2 separate regions of the Anas platyrhynchos genome follow, and region 1 is linked to region 2. The links are chromatin contacts, called in public Hi-C maps. All regions are on one chromosome and are shown on one strand. The core of a region is the stretch at or near the end of the contact, and the rest is flanking DNA. Distances in the headings are between cores, read along the strand shown.

What was found. A called contact is a pair of places that touch in the nucleus more often than the background predicts.
Region 1: a Hi-C map of subcutaneous adipose tissue shows a contact between it and region 2, with 2.3 times the contacts expected there. The contact joins the promoter of BRAT1 here to the promoter of GRIFIN in region 2. A contact is called at or near these places in 2 of 8 Hi-C or Micro-C datasets (skeletal muscle and subcutaneous adipose tissue).

The regions. Positions count from the first base shown.
Region 1 is chr15:15,434,611-15,438,430 of IASCAAS_PekinDuck_T2T, reverse strand. It overlaps BRAT1 (BRCA1 associated ATM activator 1), which reads right to left and starts at 1,640. Exons shown (of 13, transcript XM_038186857.2): 1 at 1,313-1,640; 2 at 907-1,061; 3 at 68-212. The coding sequence starts at 1,490. It overlaps IQCE (IQ motif containing E), which reads left to right and starts at 1,685. Exons shown (of 21, transcript XM_027468988.3): 1 at 1,685-1,949; 2 at 3,079-3,126; 3 at 3,750-3,792. The coding sequence starts at 1,908.
Region 2 is chr15:15,256,013-15,259,733 of IASCAAS_PekinDuck_T2T, reverse strand. GRIFIN (galectin-related inter-fiber protein) reads left to right here and starts at 1,302. Exons shown (of 4, transcript XM_027469470.3): 1 at 1,302-1,313; 2 at 2,183-2,262; 3 at 2,351-2,513; 4 at 2,940-3,248. The coding sequence starts at 1,302. The coding sequence ends at 3,104.

The DNA.
Region 1 (3,820 bases), core at 391-2,890, 180 kb before region 2:
TGAGCAACAGTCTGGAATGGAAGGGACAGAGGGAATTTGGGGAGTTACCAGTCCTGGGAGTACTCACCACTGTTGCAGAGGAAGTGGAGGGCAGGCTGGTGGTGCATCATGCTGTGCACGCCCTCCACCCAGCCACTTCGCACAGATGCATCTTCCCACACTGCCCTGTTCAGCGTCCCACCTGTGCCAAAGAGCCTGAACAACAGGTTCTCCTGCTGAGGACAGAGAATGCACACAGTAAACAGCAAGCAAAGGGATTTGAGGGGTGCAGAGAGGTTGCTCTGTCATCCAAGTCACTAACACGCTTTCATATCTTATGCTTAAATGCAACATCTCTGTCTTTTATAGACTAAACACTGTAAGTGCTTAATTGTTTGTTTCTTAAGATTCCGGGGAAAAACTGCATACACACAAATTCCATTAGTCTGCTTTATGTTACATGTATCTCCTCCCTGGAGAAAGCCTTTCAGATTCTCCAGTTTGTTCTACAAATGTACCCTGCTGTTAAAAATTAGGCTTTGCAGAGTTCCCACGTTTCTGCAGGAAATCAAAGATTTCCTTTCAACCTGAAGACTACATCTGTTATTGCAGTTTAAATCTAAAGGATCTGTCTGGGTATATGGGATATTTTGCAATTACTGTTAGAGATACTGTTATTCCGTGTACTGTTTTGCACTGAAACTAAGTACTACGTATCAACATTGATAGCGCTGTTTGGTGCAAGATGGCAATAAAATGACAGCTGCTTTATGTGGGAACTGAAGGGATAACTTGATTGTAGGTCTTCATAGCAGTATCACTGTTCTTGACTTGTTCAGTGCATGCAATATTGAAATAGAAATAATATTGGTACATTTTCACAAGTTCTCCGTAGAGGAGAAGGCAGAATTGAGGCACCTGACTCACCTGCAAGTGCTGGAAACAATCTTCGGAAGCTGCAAGTAACCCAGCCAGCCGCAGAGTGAAGGAGAGGATGCTCGGGCTCGGCTCTGGTAGCGCCAGGACGGAGGTGAAGAACTCTGTCAGACAGGGGTTGTCCTGCACCACGTTCAGGGTAGGCTCTAGAGCAAGCGGGGACAGAAAAGAGCATCACTGCCAGCGCTTGTGCCACAACCCCACAGCACTAAGGCTCGGGATGATTGTACCACACAGCCCCCTGACAGGAGCTGGGCTTTATTTGGAGCCCGGTACAGGCCTCAGGCACCAGCAGCGGTTCTGGAGGCCAGCAGCACCCCTGGGGGAGGCTTCCTGGCCCTCAGCCGAGCCCCGGCCACCCGCGGGCGGCGGCGGGAAGAGCCCGGCGGGCCCTCACCGAGCTCCGTCAGGTCCCGCAGCCAGTCGAGCAGCTTCTCCAGGCAGGTGTCGTCGGAGCCGGGCTGCCGCGGGTCAGCCAGGGCGGCGCAGACGCGGGGCAGGAGCTGGGAGCACTCGCGGCTCATGGCGAACCTGCGGCGGGCGCGGGCGACGAACCAGGCCTGCCAGGCCGACATGGCGGCGCGGCCCCGGCCGCCAGGCCCCGTCACCAAGGGAGACCGTAACCACGGCGACCGTAACCATGGAGACGCGCGTTGCCAGCGCTGGCCGTAAAGCGAGTGTCGCGATGGCCGTGCAAGGGCGGCCCGCTGCGCTGAGGGCCGCTGGGGGGCGGTGGCGGCCCGCGGCACGGCCGGGGCCCGCCGGGCTGCTCCCGGGGCCCGGAGGCGGCAGCGACGAAGCCGCGGCGAGGGCGAGGAACCCGTTGGGAACCCGTTGGCACCCTGCGTAGGGTTGCGGTCGGCCCTGTTGTGCCCACACGACGGGCGGAGCGCCGCTAGGCCGCCCCGCGGTTGCCATGGTGACCGCGCACCCGGAAGTGCCGTGAGGGGGAGGCCGCGGCCGCCCCGGCCCCTCTGAGGCCGCCCCCGGTCATGGCCCGGGGGGCAGGAGAGGCGGCCGCGGAGGGGCAGCTGGTAAGGAACGGCGGGGGCAGGGGGATGAGGAGGAGGAAGAGGAAGAGGGCTGCCGGGGCCCACGGCTCGGCCTGGGGTCGTGGCAAGGCCCGGAGTCTCTTCAGGAGAAGGGCTTCGGCCCCTAGCGTGAGGGGTTTTGTGGCCCTCTTCCTCTCCTTCCCCAGCCAGGAGGAAGCTTTGGGTTTTGCGCAGAGCCCCCGTGTTCCCTGTCCGGGATGAGCCTGCTCTGCAGGGGAAGAGGGGCTGTGAAGGCTTCCAAGGGTGTTCTTGTCAGGGCACCTTTATATCCTGCTGAACTGGAGTGTTTTTGTCATGGCATGTCTATATCCCGCTGAATGTTCTCTAGGGGCCGAGTGCCTTCTCGTTCTTTATCTGATTCCTCCTGCAATAGGTGCAGTTATGTGGAGAGATCATGCAGAGCGATTAAAAGGCCTTAAAAATAAAAAGAACCTCTCAGTGTGCTGCGGGGAACATTGCCTCAGGAAATTAAAAACTAGACGGCATGGCGCGTGAGACGCGTGCGTGCTTGCTCGCAGCCAGCACCAAATGCCGTTGTATCTGCTCTGGTGTTGTCAATCCCATCTCCTTTTCTGTTAACTGGGGTTCTAAAAAAAATACTTCACCCCCTCCCTGCCCCTCAGTGAGATAGATCAGCATCTTTCCAAAGAATGGTGCTGCAGCTGTAAGTGCCGTGGAGTTGGCAGCTAGTGAAAACGTTCTTTCTGCGAGGGCAGCCCACTTCCATATAATTTGAAAGAGAAGTGGAAATTTTCTTTCTGCTATGGATACGCTCACGTTTGAGAAGCAGAGAAATTTGTCAGCTTAATACGAGGGGAAATTAAACGTTTCTTTTTCATTCGTTAGCTGTGTCTTTTTCTCAGTCAAGTTATTTCTCCAGTCTAGTTTATTAAATGTTCCTTCCCATAGCTTAGCAAGGGAGGAATCACAGTGAATGTTTGTGTTAGAGCAAATGATACTGTGTTTTGTAAAAGTAGCAACTCATTTCCCATTTGAATTTGTTGTACTCAAATTCTGTCGTGACAGTAACAGAAAATAAAGTTTTCTGGACATGCATTATAACCACTTATTTGGAGAGTAGCAAACATTGCCGTTTGTGTTTATTTCCCAGGGAGATGACAGCCTGTCCGTGATAACCTGTGAATCAGATGCAGAAATGGTGAGTTTTATTAATGGCATTCTGCAGATAAATGCCTTAAAAAGGCCTCTCAGAGTGTTCTTTCACACGCTACACCCACGTGATGTCTCCTGATCAATAAGACATCCGTCAGAGAGAAGTAACAATGTTATTGCAATGCAGTTGGATATGAAAACCTCTTCTAATTCCAGCTGTAATTTTGGCTTCTAAATTCTCCTTCTCTAAATTCTTCTGGGGGCTGCAAATGATGTTTGGCTAACTAATCATTTTACAGTGTTTGCAAGGAATTTAGCAAGCCTTTCCTTTAGCTAAATGGTCCTATGGTTCGGCCTCTGTTTTGTGATCATCTTGGACTCTTGTTGTCACTTGTACTTAGTACTGATGGGGAAGGTCTTAATGTTATGAGCATGAATATGCTTTTTTGTAGCCTAAAACTACAGTAGTTACCACCTTAATTTTGGTGACTGTTGCTGTGGCCAATCCTACATGTACTTAATGCTACAGGTTTTGTTTTCTACACAGGTTTTGTGTTATTAGAGTAAGTGCTCTTAATATAAAATCAGAGTTGATTTTACAGTTATATGCTCAAGTGTTTGAAGGGTGGAATATTTTAAATATACATAATATATATTTTTTCCTTCCAGAAGTTAAAGAAGAGAATTCTTCACAAGCCTCCAAAGTCACCAAGTAAGAGTTGCAAAATCATTTCTTCTGC
Region 2 (3,721 bases), core at 53-2,552:
CAAAACCACATCTTTGAGCTCAGACCACAAGCAGGGGATACATACGGCCGGGCAGATGAGATGCCAACGTGCAGCACCCTGCAGCAGCCCGAGGAGGGATGGCCGTGTATCCCCACCACCAGCTCAGCACCTCCACGGCTGCCTTGCACGTCCCGATGCTGCCATCTGTAGCACGGAGCCCTGCTCTGGTGCTCCCTGACACAACCTTTTCTCACCGCAAGCACTGCCGTTTTGTAGGAGTCCAACTGGGCAAATCCCAGCCTGGGATTAGTTTTTTTTTTTTTTGTTTCAGCCCCCGGAGAGGCTGTTGGATTACATGCCTGCTAGATTGCGTTTTCAGTCATCTGCCAAGGGACACTAGAGCCTGGGACAGCAGCTCTCATTCTGCTTATCTGCTGGAAATAAAACAAACACGTTCAATACCATTAGCACTACGGACAAAGAGCGAGGGGTTTTTCAGCCACAAAAGCCAGGAATTTCTGTAGGACCATCCGGGGAGTGCTGCAGCCTCCCATCCATGCAGGGATGGGCCAGCATGGGCCTTTCATGCATTCACCCTCTGAAAATGGGGGAGTGGAGTAGGGGTGTGTGAAAATCCCTTTTCCTGGCTCAACTTTGCCCAGCTGTACATTATTACACACACTAATGAAAAAACCTCCCATCACCAGTGAAGAGCAAAATTCATTTCATCACTACCTATTTCTTGGCGCCTTTCCATGACAGCATATTTCTGACAAAAGCTCCCTCGCCCGGCTCCCAAATCCCTGCTTTGTTTCCAGCCAGGAAGGGAATCACACTGAGCTCAGCGCGGTGGCATCCCAAACCTGCTGGCCCCGCATCGGCTGGGACAGAGCTGCTGTCAGCTCGTTTCAGGCTGGGGCTCTGAGGGAGCAAAAATGCAGAGAGAAAATGAAAAGAGCAAAGAGAAAACAGACTCTATGGACTTTGCAGCAGACAGGTCTTCTGGCATCTCCTCCAGCTTCGGGAGCCCCCATCCTCCCTTTGTGCTCCCAGCACATCCACCCCATCACTGTCCCATGCTGCTTCCATCGTGTCACGGCTCCAGCTCGCCCTGCTGCCTTTGTGCAGGGCTGGATTATCCCTGCACGCCTCAGCAGGCTGACCCCACCGGGGGGAGCAGGATTTGCTGCTCCCCAGCACCATCCAACAGCCTGCACTGAAAAGGCGACCTGGGGATGCTGCCTCTGCTAATCCCTGTGCACAGGGCTCCCGGCCACCCGCCCCTATATAAACCCCCCCGACCACACACCCACATCTGCAGCAAGGGGCAAGCGAGCAGGATGGCACTGCGGGTAAGTGCCGGGGATGTGCTTAACCTGCACATCCCCAAAATGCATTGGAAATGGGAAACTGTGGCAGAGAAAGGCAAGGGGTGCAGGAGCGCTGAGCTATAGGGACCAGGAGCCAGGCACGGAGCTGGCAGTAGGAATGCCAGAGCTGGAGAGATTTTCCGAGCACAAGCAGTGAGTTTGGGAAAGGGAGATGCTCAGAAGTGCAAAATCATTAAAGTGCTAAAAAGTGCGGGGTGAAATGGCAAGCACTTCTTATTAAAATGAGTTATTTAATAAAACTATGAATTATTCAAAAAGGAACATTTTCCAGCTCGTTCTGTACAAGTTTAACCTTGGAGATGGGGGGAGCAGGTGGAACAGGAACAGGCAGGAGCTCTCGGGAAGGGTCCTCTGCCTACTGCTGGATGGGGACGGGCTGGGTGCCACGTTACTCTCATTCCTTTATCAGTCCTTGTTTTTTCAGAGCACCACCAAGTTCTCTGCTTAGCTTGCTTCAGATTTTGCATTGTCCAGGAGGGGAGAAGAAGCAGGGTGTCTTTGTGCTGGGTGGGATTTGCTGCCCGAGGTCTTTTATAGAGACCTGGATGGAATCAGGGAGCAGAAATACTATATATATATATATACACACACACACACTATATATATGTATATTTTTATATATATATACACACACTATATATAATATATATATAATGCAAGTCCCTGAGCTTATTTAGGAGTCAAAAAAGAGCAAGGGATTGAGAGCATGTCTATATGGGAATGGGGAGAAAAGGGAAGAGGGTGATAAAGATGGAGAAGTGTCTGGGGACGAGCTGGTGACACTCAGCTCCCCGCTGTGCCGTGCCTCACCATCACCTCCTTGCTGGCAGTTCGAGGCCCTGTACCCTGAGGGGATGTGTCCCGGCTGGAGCGTCGTGGTCAAGGGCGAAACCAGCTCCAGCACAAGCATGTAAGGCCACGAGCTGCTTGCAGCTCCCCCGGCTCTCAGGATCCAGTGGTGCCGCTCCACGGCTCCCCATCATCTCTTTCTCTTTTAGGTTTGAAATTAATTTCCTCAGTTATCCTGGAGACCAAATTGCTTTCCACTTTAACCCCCGCTTCGCCAGCTCCAGGATTGTCTGCAACTCCTTCCTGGCCAACCACTGGGGGAGGGAAGAGGTTAACAGCACCTTCCCCTTCGAAGCAAAGGAGCCCTTCCAGGTAGCCCTGCATCACACCACAGATGTCCATGGGTGGGACAAAGGGACACAGAAAATACCAGGGTCTTCCTCAGGGAGCTAGCCAGCCCCATACCCAGTAATGTGCCCTCTCCGGCTCTGTCCCCTGATTTTGCTGCTGACTTATACCCAGCTCTAGCACAGGCATGCACAGCTCCAGCAATAATCCCTGGATGCTGCAGTTGTCACCAATTTAAGCTTTGCGTTATCAACAGTTTCTGCTGTCAGAAAACAAAGAATTCAGCTATTCCTTCCTTTTACACAACAAAAATGTGTCCTGTCCACATGTCATTTTGGGGAGGATTTGCAGTATATCTTAGAAGCACTTGCCCTCACGTGAGTGCTCATGACAGCAAGCCTGGTGAGGACATGTGTCCACCCAGTGAGCCTAACACAGTCTCTCTTGCAGGTGGAAATCTACTCCGACCACGATTATTTCCACATTTTCATTGATGAACACAAAATCTTGCAGTACAAGCATCGGCAAAAACAGCTCTCATCCATCACCAAGCTGCAGATTCTCAACGATATCACCATTTCTTCAGTGGAAATCACCAAACGAGGCCTTTACTAGAGGAAGGAGGTGGGACAGCCCCACAGCCCACTCCCCCTGGAGCTCCTGATCCAGCCAGGGGCCATCTCTTCCCCATCCCTACCCACCCCATGCTACCACCAGCCAGCCAGATGCTGCAGCACCTCCTTGTAGAGGAAAAGGCACTCCCATTGCATGCAGCACCCAGACACACTGCCATCTGTAGCCCAGATCATCAAGGGCCTTCTTTCCCTATGCCCCTAGGGTGCACGATGGGTTTTGTGGGTCTTATCTTTGCTGTTAGACAATTAGACAGCCCGGCAGATCACTACTGCACATAGAAATCTACCTTGAGTAGTCTGGACATCTTAATGCTACCCTAGAAATTGTGTTTGCCCGAGTAGGGTGTGAATTAATGCTAGTCCTCAGCTGGCCATCTGGCGATGGTCACAACAGGTATGGATGTTACTGACGGAAAGGGGCAGTTCTCTGCAGGAGCTGGGTAAAAACGTTGTTGTATTTGCTAATAAAAATCAAACAAGGAAGTCCCTGCTGAAATCCCTTCTATCAATGAGCAGATCAACTGAGTTATTTGTTCACTGCAAATCTCCAGGTGCATGGTACAAGCAAGGGCTGGTGACTGGGCAGGAGGACACAGG